Regions from separate parts of the Mus musculus genome. Here region 1 is linked to region 2. The links are chromatin contacts, called in public promoter capture Hi-C maps. All regions are on one chromosome and are shown on one strand. The core of a region is the stretch at or near the end of the contact, and the rest is flanking DNA. Distances in the headings are between cores, read along the strand shown.

Region 1 (6,577 bases), core at 3,484-5,983, 920 kb after region 2:
ATAAGCGAGAGAAGGCGGCAGAGCTGAAATAAGTTCTAGTAACAAAAGGGGGTGGAATTGCCTATCCTGAGGTGTCAGGTAAGACTAGGTGGATGCCTTCCACCTGGTCAGGTCTCTCCACCTGCCCTCACAGCTAGGAAGCTAAGACCATCTTCCTGTACAGAAATGACAACTTCTCTACCAGAGTCTGTGTGAACATGAGGTATGACAAGGCACAGACGAGCAATTACTGATGTGACCCACACCAGGAGCTCCAGGTGCCCTACCCTGGACAGCCTAGGAATACAGAGCTCCTAGGAAGTCATCTGCACTGAGCCCGCATGGCTGCTTGGCTGTTAGGCAGCACTGCCCGAGACTGCAGTTGCAGCTCCCTAAATCCCAGGCTCCTCCTGCTGCCACATGGCCTGGCACAGAGCCACGACAGAAGGTACTGCTCCCTGGATTCCACAGGAAGGCCTCCTGCTCCCCCCAGTCACAGACCCATTTAATTCTGGCTTTAAAAAAGGAAACGTTTTTCTCATCTTACTCATGAGTTGGAAAGACTTTACTAGATGGTAGTGGAGAGATGCACGGCTGGCTAAGAGTTCAAAGAGTGTCTATGGAATGCTCAGCTATAAATGGGACACGTCTATCACACCCCTGCCCAAAAGGCTCAGGGAACATTGGAGGAGGGGAAGTGGGAAGATGTAAGAGCCAGGCTAGCAGGGACCTGGGGTGATACAATGTCTCCTGGACATGAAGGACCACTACACTCAAGAATTCATAAGATCTCGTCTACGTTCCAGCATGGACGGGACACAATAGCCCCCTCCCAACCTCAGCTAAGGAGCTTTGATGGCTAGTATCTGCTAGGAAAGAGTCAGTTTTCTTTAGGATGTGGTACCTGCTAGGTTGATCATACTCCAGTAGACAGTCACACATCTCTGCATATATGGGCAGCAGAAATTGGACTCAGTAGGTTATTAAAAAGAGAGGGGAGGAAAGAAGGGAAAAAGAACAAAGCTGGGAGGCAGGTGTGAGGGGAGCAGAGCTGGAAAGAGTTGGAGGGGGAAAGAGAGTATGAGTATGACCAAAATACATTGCACAGGTGCCATGAAACCCTCAAAGAATAAAATATAATAAATAAGATAATTGTTACAAATGCTAAAAATAAAAGACTATTTTAATAAACCAGCAGTAAGCCAGGTGTGGTGGCCCACACCTTTAATCCCAGCACTTGGACGGCAAAGGCAGGTGGATGTCTGGGTTCAAGGCCAGTCTGGTCTACAGAGTGAGTTTCAGGACAGCCAGGGTTACACCAAGAAACCCTGCCTCAATAATAATAATAATAATAATAATAATAATAATAATAATAATAACAACAACAATAATAATAATAATTATCATCATCATTATCTAGGCAGTAAACTCTAAGGACAAAAATCCAACAATGTTAATTTTCAACCCCACATTCCTCTCATCTCCCCAAGGTCAGGTTCCTACTGGAGTCTCGGAGGTTAGTATGAACAAGAGGGGTCAGTCACCACAGAAACCCAGCAAAGCTAGAACAGGCGACCGGAGACTGGTACTGCCTGCTTCTCTGCCTCCTCAAGAAGTGATGGAAAGCACTCGGAGAAGGAAGCCTGAAGGTCAGAGGCCCCAGACACAGCCTGGCTGAATCTCACACTGCTCCCAGGAGAGCTTTGCACACTGCTGGCAATCTGCACTGTGGGAAGGTAAGTGAGACTGACAGCTTGCTGGGTTATTTTAGGGGGCTCCGTTGTTAAGTCTGGACGCTGTTCTCCCAAAGAGCAGTTCAGTTCCCAGGAAGACTCTGCCATCTACACAAGGGTTAAAGTACGGACACCAGCCTGCCAGTGTTTGTCTGTAAGTCTTCCCAAGGGGACCCACACCTCAGAGCAGAGCCTGAGGGAGGTGCTAGAGCCACTCCCCTGCCATTGCCAGCTGTGCTTTCCCAAGCATGCTCCATCCAGATAGCTGAAGCCACGGAAAATAGGGATGGGGCGGAGAAGACTTGAACAGTCTGAAGGGCCAGGATTCTCACCAGTAACTACCGAATCTCTCCCTCCCTCTTCTCAGCTCGGCACCCCTGACTCTCTACTATATGCACAAAAATCTCCATGGAGCCACAGAACTGCTGCTCTAGAGCAACTCAATATGTAACGGTCCCATCATGCACCTCTTTCCTGCCCAAAGACTCAGCAAAGGTCTCCAGGTCTTCAAGGGAATCAAGCTGCATTCTCCCCAAAGAAAAGAAACTCTCCACCAGCAGCGAGGGAGCAGCTCCATATGCCCATCTGCACACTCACACTCATGCACAGATACAATTGCTTACAGTGGGGCAAGTCAGTATGTCCCATAGCAACCAGGAGTCCTATGCAGTCCTCATTAGACTGCTGCAGCCGTAGCAATCGCAAATGTTCTATTATGAAACAATGTAACGTTGTAACAGATCAAAACACCACTCTTCCTCTCCCCCCACCCTGCCCGCCCAGTTACATCTGTTAAGCAACTGGGCCACACAGAAGGGAGAGAGATTCAGGCAGCGTTTGTGGAGATGTAAAGCAGCAATTGCTGGAGCGCCCCGGATGCTGTAGCTTAGCACGCTGAACCTCTTGGTTGAGCGCTGCAGCAACCGACTTCCTAATAAACACATCCATCTCTCTCCACGCTCCTGGGCTCAAGGATCTTTTCTGACCAACCTGGAAATCAGGAATCTATTTTAAGCTCTGATAAATCACTTTCCTTGGGCTCAACAAGCCATCAACTCTGTCCCTCTCCCCTTTCCCCGTGTTTCCCTTGGGTAGCGGGTACCACAGAGGAAATTCTAAAGTAGATCTAAATTTAAACGAGAGGATCGCTCCTAAAGCAGAAAAGCAACACTGGCCACAAATACCAGCAAATAGCCGCTAATGCCTTTGCCTAAGGAACCTCTGAGTGACTCTCAGGAACAGGCTCAAACTCAGTGGCACTATCAGAAAGGAGGATATGACCCTAATGCCAGTGGCAGGCAATCCTGGACTTCAGGCTGGGAGTGGACAGAGTGAACAGTGGACAGAGGGCTTTGCTTCTGAACATCTTGACTTATACATTACTAAGAAAGAAAGTTCTGGTTAAATCGCTTTTGTGTGTTTACCCTTCTCAATACCAGACCCTTCATCTAAACTAAGCCCAGCACGACATCCCTATTTTGCCCTGTGACCTCAGCTTTGCCGAATTCTCCTCTGTAGACATCTACAGTAGGCATCTTAAGTGCTGCAAGATCAACACAGGATCACAAAGGCTCACAGCACGAAGACTGACAAACCAGGGCACCAGGCTGGTACAATCCCAACATCCAATATGGAAAGCAGCTGTCCAGGGCAGGAGGCCTTTAAGGCACACTGGGAAATGAAGGGTGGCATATAGGAGGACAATTTAGAGTACCATAAACCACAGCCAAATGGTTGGGTTTTAAAATGTACCCACTTAGAACCTTGCATGGTGATGGTAACCCTCCAATCCAGATGCAACTTTGCCCATCCACACCGCAGCCTGGCAAGGTTGCAGAACACTCCCTCCAGGGCTGGGCCAACCTTTCCCATTGCCAGCTCCCTGCAGCTACGTTTCCATACCCAGGCCCTGGAGCCTACCTCCTGTGCACCTGCAATCTTGAGGAACAATAGCTATAGTGTCATGTACACTGCCCAAAGTGTGTGTGTGTGTGTGTGAGTGACACACACACACACACACACAGAGAGAGAGAGAGAGAGAGAGAGAGAGAGAGAGAGAGAGAGAGACTATGCAAAGGGGCACTCCTTGGTGCCCATTCACACTGGTTGTGTGCACTTCACAGAATATATGGTGTAACATCTGGCTGCTAGGAAGCCATGGAGCCTGAACAGCAGCACTGAGGATCATATGGGAAAGCAGTTTCCACATCTCAGAAAGCAGAAGCTGACCAAGCTGCTGCAAAGCAGCACTATTTTAGACTCTGCAGAAGCCAACAGCTGAGGGCTCAGAGTAGCAGGGTGGCTGTGCTCAACTCCAGTCGCCTCCGGATAATCTGAGTCTGGTCTACACACCTTGAAAGTAACTCGGACTAACACTCCCTAACGCAGTGGAATCACCCTTGGCTCCTTCCGGTGCTCAGCTAGAGATCGACTGGCACCACAGGAAGTTTCTCGGGAAAACAGAGAGCAGTGAAGATGCTGATATGCTCTGGCTCTGGGCTCTCTATGTGCTTCAGCTGCGACTGGCCTGACCCCTGACACCTAGATCCTGCGTACTGCAAAGGACTCAGCCTCAGCCGTGCCAGGCGTTTGGATCCCCTCCACCAAAAGAGCCATACTTTACTGACCCCACAGGTGTGACACTGCCAGACGACCGAAAGCCTCTGGCAAAGTGCTGCTGGCTTGGTCTCCACCCACGAGAAACCTGGGACCACCATCCTGTGCAGTAGGACCCTCTCTGTTTAATCCCTGCTCCCCAAACCAGCTGTTTCCAGAAACACACAGGTGCAGGTCGGGTGTGTCTGGAACCAGTCTGGCCCGTGCTCCAGCCTTCAGACCGCGCCCTGTGTGTCCCTGCACCCCAGTGTCCCCGGTCGATCCTCACCACCGGTGTCCTCGAAGCGCGGGGACGGGCGATCCCTCAGCACGGCGCTCCAGCCCCCACCGGTCTCGTCCTCCTCGAGTTCCAAGGGATCCGCGGCGTAGGATGGCGGGGCGGTCCCCGGAGGCGCGGGGCGCTCACGCTCATCGTCCGAGGAGGCGGCCGAGGAGGAGCGTGAGGCTGCGGAGGTGCTGTAAAAGGGGTTCCCGCCGCTGTCCGGGCCCGACTCGCCGAACACGTCGTCCGAGATGTGCAGGCTCTCGTAGCGTGCACGGGCTGCCTCCAGCAGCGCCGGAGCCCTCCTCCGTGAGCCCCCACCGCCCTCGGCCATAGCCCCGGCCGCCGCCCGCGCGCCCACACCCCACAGCGCCTCCCAGCCGCACACGCCGGGCCCGGGACCCCCGCCGCGGCCCGTGGCTCCCCACCAGCGCAGCCCGCAGCACAGCGCGCGCCGCCCCGCGCCCGGCCGGCCCGCCGTCTTGGCCGCTCGGGCCGCGCGCCCGGGATGCGCCTTGGAGCTCGGGCGCCGCTGGCTGCGGCCGCGGCGGGAAGAGACTCAGCCGCTGCCCAGAGCCGCCGCCGCCCCCACCCGCTGCGTCTCCGCCGCGCCCGGCCCCGTCGCGTCCCCGCGCACCCTCCCCGCGGCAACCGCGTTGCGCCGCCGACCTTCCCGGGCGCGAGCCGTGGACCGGGCCCGCCTCCAGCACCTTCAGCTGCTGGCCAATAGAGAGCGCCGGCCTCGCGGGGGCGGGGATAGCAGGTCGCCCTGCCTCCTCGGGGCGTGACGCTAGGGCAGTCAGTCGCGAGGAGCCCCGCCCATAAGCTCATAGCCGCTCGCCGGCGTGGGGAGGGAGGCGGGTCCCGGTGCTCCGTGCTCTTTGGCCCGCCCCTTGCGCAGCCGCGCCCGGCTCCGAGGAGCTGTCCGCCCAGCGGTTCTGAAATTCACTCTGCGGACACGCTCCAGGTGGGCGGCCAGCCGAGGCTGCGCCCAGCACTCCTGTGAATTTCAGGTTGCCCTTCTAGCTTCCCCGAACCTTGCTCTTTTGGGAACCTGGGTCAGACACTAAAACAGTCTCTCCTCCAACAACTGTCATGTAAGGACCGCAACACTGGAATGAGGTGGCTCGTCATTTCTCACAGTCCTTTGATGCTCACATCTTCTGAACTCAAAATTGCTTCCATGAGAACTATCACCACCTGCGCCCTGGTATCACTTGCACAGGCCTAAGACAACGCACATCTGGAAGAGGATTATATGATCAGGAAACAAACAGCTGGTCGCCAGGGTTTCAGAGATCTAACAATGGAGCAGAGTCTGTCTCCTCTCTTCTGGGGGCAAAGCATGAGGCCGGCTGGCCGACCTCCCCTCATCAGAATGTCTTCTCTCCTCCTCCTCCTCTCAAACATAATGCAATAAGTCACATTAATGGTAACTGGGTCATAAAGTCACTTTCACTCCGACATAAAATAAATCCAAGTAGATGTGAAGGGCTTGAGACCCCTATTGGGTGTAGTAAATGATAATTACACAAACGGAAGACAATGGGTTTCTATTTCTAAGAAAAAGGGTGCTGGGACCCATCTGCCCTGGCTGAGATTTTCACTCACGTCTGCCTGTGCCCAGACCCTGTGACCTGCAAACCAGGTCTCTGCACAGGCTTGAATCCATGACAATCACAAGCAGCCAGGCTGGAAAGAGAAAGCGACTTACTGATCTTCCTCCTCTGTGTGTATTTAGCTGATAAGCAAGAAAGTATTTGCAGAGCACTGCCACTCTCTTGAAAAAGCATGCCAAAGAAGTGTGTGTGTGTGTGTGTGTGTGTGTGTGTGTGTGTGGTGGGGGGGGTGGGGGTTCTAGCATTCCTGTGTACAGCAAATTGACAAAGGCTGTGAAGTGGGTACCTATAAATAGACTTGACCAGAAAAAGGATGAAAAAAAAGCAGCTAATGTGGGTGTGGTTCTGGCCAATTTGCCATCGCGGGA
Region 2 (6,598 bases), core at 2,503-5,002:
CCCGGCCCCCTCCTCCGCCCCTAGCTCTGAGTCGGACGGGCGGGCTCAGAAGGCATCAGCGGGTCTCCAGGCCCCGGGAGTAGCTGGCTAGTGGGCAGAGGGAGGGGCTGCGGTTTGTTGTTGGGTTCTGGGGGCCGGGGTCGGACTCACCTCCCGGACCAGCGCCCTCGGGAGACTCCATGCGGCCAATGGGGTCCGCGGGGGGTGTGGGCAGCGGCGGCGACAGCCCGGGTGCCCCAACTGCTCTGGTGACTACTGAGTCCGGGCTTCGGGCACAGCGCATCGGGGCAGCAGCTAAGGGGCCGCGGTGGCGGGGAGGAGCCCGCGGGGCGGGGCGCGCAGCTGCTTCTGGCGCCGCTCCCCTCCCCATCTCCAGCAGCCAGCAGCACAGGTGCAGCCCCGCCCTGCTCCTCGCGCGCCCCCTGCCGACCCGGCCAACAACAACCCCCCCCCATCCCACTCCCACCCCCCCACCCCCACCCCCACCCACCCTTCTGCAGGGACGTAGCCCTTTGCGGACCTCCGACTTCAGCTAGCTTCCCTGGCTCCTGCGCACTGAGCTGCGCGCTGGCTGCGGTCCATCTATCCATCACAACCTCGGGCTTTTGTGGGGCGCCAGCGACATGAGGAGCCTGGCAAAAGAGTTAGGAGAGGAGGTGCCACAAGAAGGGCCAAAGCAGCCCCAGAACCCTCAACTGATAAGCCTGGAATTGTGGACCTGATTAATGCTATTGAATCCATATTGAGAGTACAAGTCCGGGAGGAGTGGGGGGTGACCTGGTAAAAAGAAGGCCTTGGATGTATTGATAACCCACAGCTGGAGTCCCATCTCCAAACGCCAGTCCTGCATCAGACCTGCTTGCATGGCACAGTGTGCCATTTAATTTTACGTCGACTTAACACAGCTGAAGTTATCTGAGAGGCGGGAACCCCAATTAAGAAAACGCCTCCATAATGTTCCGCCGTAAGGCATTTTCTTAATTATTGATGTGGGAGGGCCAGGCCACTGTGGGTAGCGCTATTTCTGAGCTGGTAGTCCTGGGTTCTATAAGAAAGCAGGCTAAGGCCAGGCTAAGGCTAGGCCTTGGTACCACAGACCTTTAATTATCCCAGGGCTGAGGCAGAGAGGCAGAGGCAGGCGGCTCTTTGAAAACAGCTTGAGCAAGTCGTGAGGAGGAAGCCAGTAAGCAGCTCCTCCTCGGCCTGGGCGGCAGTTCTTGCCTCCAGCCTCCTGGCCTGCTTTCCCTTCTGGCCCTGACTGCTTTTGTCGACGAACAACGGTGTGGAAGTGTAAGCCGAGTATGTATTTCTCCCCAAGTTGTTTCGGTCGTGGTGTTTCCTCACAGAAATTGTAACCCTAACTAAGATACACAGTATCTCTTTACTCCTAGAGATCTAAAGATGCCCGGCACAGAGACCGACAGACAGCAACTTTCTCCAGGTTGCACAATTCAGGGTTAGAAGTCAGAAGGCCCAATCTAAAATCCATTTACACTTTTACAAAAAAACAAAAACAAAACAACAAAGGAAATTATCAGAGAAGATGAGTTATTCATAACTGAACAGGCTGAGGGGAATTTGAGTGGATGAAATAAGTTGGTACTGCCTTGGGCAGAATGGATGGCTAGGACAGTAGCCAAAAAGCTTCATTGAATCAAGTAGGGTCTGAGTCAAAGCTCTGGCTTTCTGCCCAGCTCTAGTGGACACAAGGTAGCCTGTGGCCTTTAAGCTTGAAGGCCGATTTCAGAAAGTTAAATAGTTCTTAGTTTACAAAACAAGGGAACATCCCCACCAGCTGGCTAAAGCCCTCTGAAACCCCACCAGGCCTGGCTGAGTCAGTGCTCGGTCCTTGGTCATTCCTTTCCTCCCTGGGACAAAACCAGGGTTATAAGGTTAGCTTAGGGGGAGGGGGAGGGCTGGAGAGATGGCTCAGCGGTTAAGAGCACTAAGTTCAAATCCCAGCAACCACATGGTGGCTCACAACCATCCCTAATGAGATCTGATGCCTTCTTCTGGGGTGTCTGAAGACAGCTACAGTGTACTTAAAATAAATAAATCTTAAAAAAAAAAAAAAGAAAAAGAGGGTTGGGCATAGGCCACTATTAGGTACCTGGGACATTAGCAGGCTGTGCTTTCCAAAATAGTAAAGCAGTTAAAATGTCAGGGAGCCAATCATGGTGCTACACACCTGTCCCAAATGCTTCACAGGTGGAGGCAGGAGGAGCAGTTCATGTTCATCTCTGATCTTGCTGATGGTCTGGCTTTGAGGTCAGCCTTGGCTACATGGACTCCGCCTCAACAAACAAGCCAAAACTGCTGGAACCATTTCTTCCAGAACCGTACCATCAGGATCTTTTAGCTGCAGTGCTGTTGGAGCCTGTGACTGCACTGGCTAGTAGAGTGTGGGAGATGTGAGACAGTGCAACTCCCAAGGCTAGGTCTTTAGGAAAGAAATCCAGCTTTCTTGGAAGGCTCCCGTAAAAAACAGGCTACCCGGAGTCCACCTGTGTATGTTCCGGCTGACAATCTGAGCTCTCGGCTGACAGCATTCGACAGCTGACCTAACTGTGCTCAGGTGCTTCTAGGTGCTGCTTTTGAGTTTCCCAGGCGAGTGGGGCTCGCCTTAAAGTTCACTGACAGCAAACAGCGTGGCGGCTATGTTGGACTTTTGTTAAGATTTACTACAAATAAGCCACTGTTAGAATGCTCACAAGGATCCGGTGTTGTTCTTCCAGCGGGCCATTCTTCAAGAATCTGGGAGAGGGGACACTGGGAGGTTGGGTTAGCAAACAGGGGAGTCTCATTGCTAGGAGCCTCAGATCCCCACCACTGAGCAATCTTTCTCTCCTGCTGCATCCACTTATGGGTGTGGAATCTTCATCCTCAGAGCAGGCAGAGGAGCATAACCTGCTGTCCCTTCTGTTTCTGTTTTACCCTGTCCTGCTAAGCCACTTTGTTGTTGTTTTGCTTTTGTTTTGTTTCTCTTTCTTTTTATGTATGTGCATACACTGCAGCTGTACAGATGGTTGTGAGCCTTTATGTGGTTGTTATGCAGGGTGCAGCCCTGCTCCAAGCAACTCCAATCAACTCGCTTATTTATTATTATAAATAAATACACTGTAGCTGACTTCAGACGCATCAGAAGAGGGCGTCAGGTCTCATTATGGGTGGTTCTACCTTCAGAAGAGCAGTCAGTGCTCTTACCCGCTGAGCCATCTCTCCAGCATTTTTTTCTTTTTTTTTTTTTTTTTTTTTTTTTTTTTTTTGAGACAGGGTTTTTGGTATGTAGCCCAGGCTAGCTTCCAACGCATGCAGTCTTCCTCTCAGCTTCCCCAGTGGTCGCAGGCATAACACCCTTAGCGTTTTTCTTTCTGGAAGCCCAGCTTTACACGTTCAGTCTCATCAGAGCAGCATGTGGAAGGAATTTTCACAAGCAGGGCAAGGTGGATGGGCCGCAGGAGCGGGCTCTTAGCTCAATATTTGCATCCAATTTGGGAACTTGGCTTGGGAGGCAGATTAATCATTCAGACTTTTCTCTTTATCCGTTCCTCCTTGTGAGCGCCCGCCATGTAGACTCTGGAGAACCCGAGGAACCACAATAGGTTTCTTCTGTAGCCCAAGTTGTAGTGGGAGAGAGACCAGCAATACACCGAGGGCAACACTAGCTCTTCTGGCGCGTTGTTAGGGACGCACTCCCGGTTGCCCAGGTCCCTTAGGGCGGGGGTGGGTGGGAGGGGAGAACTGGAGGATAGTCTCGCGAGGATTTGAGAACCAGCACGGGATCTAGTCGGAGTTGCCAGGAGACCGCGCAGCCTCCTCTGACCAGCGCCCATCCCGGATTAGTGGAAGTGCTGGACTGCTGGCACCATGGTGAGTCGGCCTGTGCTCGGAGTGTCCAGTGCACAGAGAACCTGGGAGGCTTTCGTGCAGAAATGTGGAGAGGGTCGGGTCCCCGGGACTGGGAGGGCCTGCAATTTTGGATTACTAGAATGGAGAGCTGGGCGCAGTTCTTCCGTGTGGTCCCGGTTGGGGAGGCCAGGAGGCCGGGGCCTGCATTCAGGTTCTCTGGGATGATCATCACACTGGCTAGACTGAGAGTCCAGTGTGCAAGGCGTCCAGAAATCAGAAGCTGAGTCCGTCAGATCCTTGGGACCAGTACTTAAGGGCTCAGGGGTCAATTAAGTGTCCACAGGGCGCAGAATCCGGCACAGGAGAAACCCCGAGAACTCGGAGGTGGAAAACCTAGCGTGTACCATGTGGCCGGAGGCCTCCCTACCAAGGGCAGAGTGTCATGGAGTGACCAGGGATACACACCTTGGGTATCTCAGGCTCCTGAGAAGAAGAAGGCCGAAGCCCCCTGTCTCCTTTATTTTTCTCACATAATGCCCCGCCCCACCCAGGAGATAGATGCTGTCAGTAGTGCAGTGTCTTGGCAGATGTGCTAGGGCATGGGTCATTAGCTGGTGGGGTGGCATCTTCCTGCGTCTGCCTGCCTGGAACTATGGCCGATATTAACTGCTGCTTAATCTTCCCGCCAAGCATTTATGGCCTTGTCAAGGCTGCTAGAATAAAGCAGGCCCTGTGAGCAGTGTCTGCTGGGAACATCTGCAGACAGACACAGTGTGTGCGGTGTGCTCAAGACCAGAGTTCCCTGAAGTGGGTTCATAATGGCAGACACGAGTCAGGAAGCCTCAGATTCGGTCATTGCTGTGAGGTCTCTCCAAAAGGCTTATTCTCGGTCCTTGCTGATGAGGGTCTTCTGTGTCTCTGTGGTGGCTATGAAGCGTGGTTGCCAGTATACTTGTGGGGTGGGGCGGGTGTGTGTGTGTGTGTATCCCTCCTTTTTAAAGCCCAGATAAGTTTTTCTTTTTATCTTTTAGGTTTCCACACTACCTCCTCAAATGCTGCCTTTCCCAAAACACCCCTTCTCCACCCCCCCATAAGTTTTTCTTTTTTTTTTTTTAATGTAAGATTTGTTTTATATATGTGAGTACACTGCTGCTGTCCTCCAACACACCAGAAGAGGGCATCAGACCCCATTACAGATGGTTGTGAGCCACCATGTGGTTGCTGGGAATTGAACTCAGGACCTCTGGAAGAGCAGTCAGTGCTCTTAACCTCTGAGCCATCTCTCCAAAAGAATGTTTTTAACCGTAACAAAGAAATTCTTGTCCTACATCCAGGAGTGAATGGGTTTGAAGTGTTTTCTTTCTCCTTCCCTTCCCCCTTAGTGCTTCTCCAAATGAGATCTCTCTCCCTCCCCACCTCTGGTATATTAATGGGGGGGAGGGATCAGTATAATGATACCCCCTAGGTAAATGTTCCAGTCAGCACTGTGTGAACAGTCAAGGTCAAGATTCTAAACAGGCATTCCTTCCCCTTATGCCTGTGTGAACCGAGTCAGTCAAAGAGGGACACCCTGAGGTAGAGCTGACCATGTGAGCAGTCAGTCCATCAAGGAGGGACACCCTGAGATAGAGTTGTCCTGTACTTAACTCAGTCCTCTCTTCTTCACACAAAGGCACCCAAAAAGAAAGGGAAGAAGGGGAAAGCCAAAGGGACCGCGATTGTTGATGGCGTCGCACCAGAGGACATGACCAAGGAGCAGGTGAGCACAGCCCTTGGAGCCTGGCTCAAGGGTGGGGTAGGCACCGCTGCAGATGTGCTGGCGAAACTCTTATCTGTGTGTCTGTCTACTCTCAGTCTGTCCAAACGTAACGTGTCTATCCCGTGCCCGTAGTTTCCTCACTTCACCTGGCATGACATACTTTTAAATGCAGTGTATCCATGTGAGGACACTTTGTAATAGGAACCTGGAAGGCGTCCCCCCACCCCTCGAATATGATAGGTATTTTTAAACTTTGTGCATTTTATTTCATCCTTATCTTTTCATATACCCAGTGGTCACAGAGCTGATTTGTAAGTGTTAAGACAGATATGTCATTCTTTGTTTGCCAGTAAACATTATATCAAAGGGGAAGATTTTAGCCAAGTGTGGTGGCGCCTGCCTTGGGAGGCAGAGGCAGGTAGATTAATCTCAGTAATTTCAAGGCCAGTCTAATCTACATAGTGAGTTCTGAGTCAGCCAAAGCTATATAGAAAGGCACCGTTTCAAAAAACCAAAAAAAGAAGGAGAAAAAAGGAAAGTTTTAAAAGGAACACAATTTACTTAAAACTACATTGTCTTCGTCTGATTAATTACTCACGTTTTTTTTGTTTTTTGTTTTTTTGTTTTTGTTTTTTGGTTTTTCCGAGCAGGGTTTTTCTGTGTAGCCCTGGCTGTCCTGGAACTCACTCTGTAGACCAGGCTGGCCTCAAACTCAGAAATCTGCCTGCCTCTGCCTCCCAGTGCTGGGATTAAAGGCGTGCGTCACCACCGCCCGGCACACCCCCAGTTTTTAAAATTAGTGTTCTGTCTTTCATTTATACATCTGGACAACATGTGTGGGTTGGTTCTTTCCTCCACTGTGTAGGAGTTGGGATTGAACTCAGGTTTTCCGGCTTGGCAGCAGACCCCTTTACCTGCTGAACCATTGTGCTGGCCCCTGGCTGTTTTATTTTTGACAAAACTTCCAATAAGGGGTAGCCCTATTGGGGC

The links. Promoter capture Hi-C pulls out the DNA fragments that hold promoters and counts their contacts.
Region 1: a promoter capture Hi-C map of liver shows a contact between it and region 2, with 3 times the contacts expected there. The contact joins the promoter of Pgbd5 here to the promoter of Gas8 in region 2. A contact is called at or near these places in 3 of 39 promoter capture datasets (liver and pre-B cells).

What each region holds. Positions count from the first base shown.
Region 1 is chr8:124,429,203-124,435,779 of GRCm38.p6, forward strand. Pgbd5 (piggyBac transposable element derived 5) reads right to left here and starts at 4,734. Exons shown (of 7, transcript NM_171824.2): 1 at 4,597-4,734.
Region 2 is chr8:123,515,083-123,521,680 of GRCm38.p6, forward strand. Gas8 (growth arrest specific 8) reads left to right here and starts at 3,753. Exons shown (of 11, transcript NM_018855.2): 1 at 3,753-3,870; 2 at 5,522-5,608. The coding sequence starts at 3,868. Dbndd1 (dysbindin (dystrobrevin binding protein 1) domain containing 1) reads right to left here and starts at 373. Exons shown (of 4, transcript NM_028146.4): 1 at 151-373. The coding sequence starts at 283.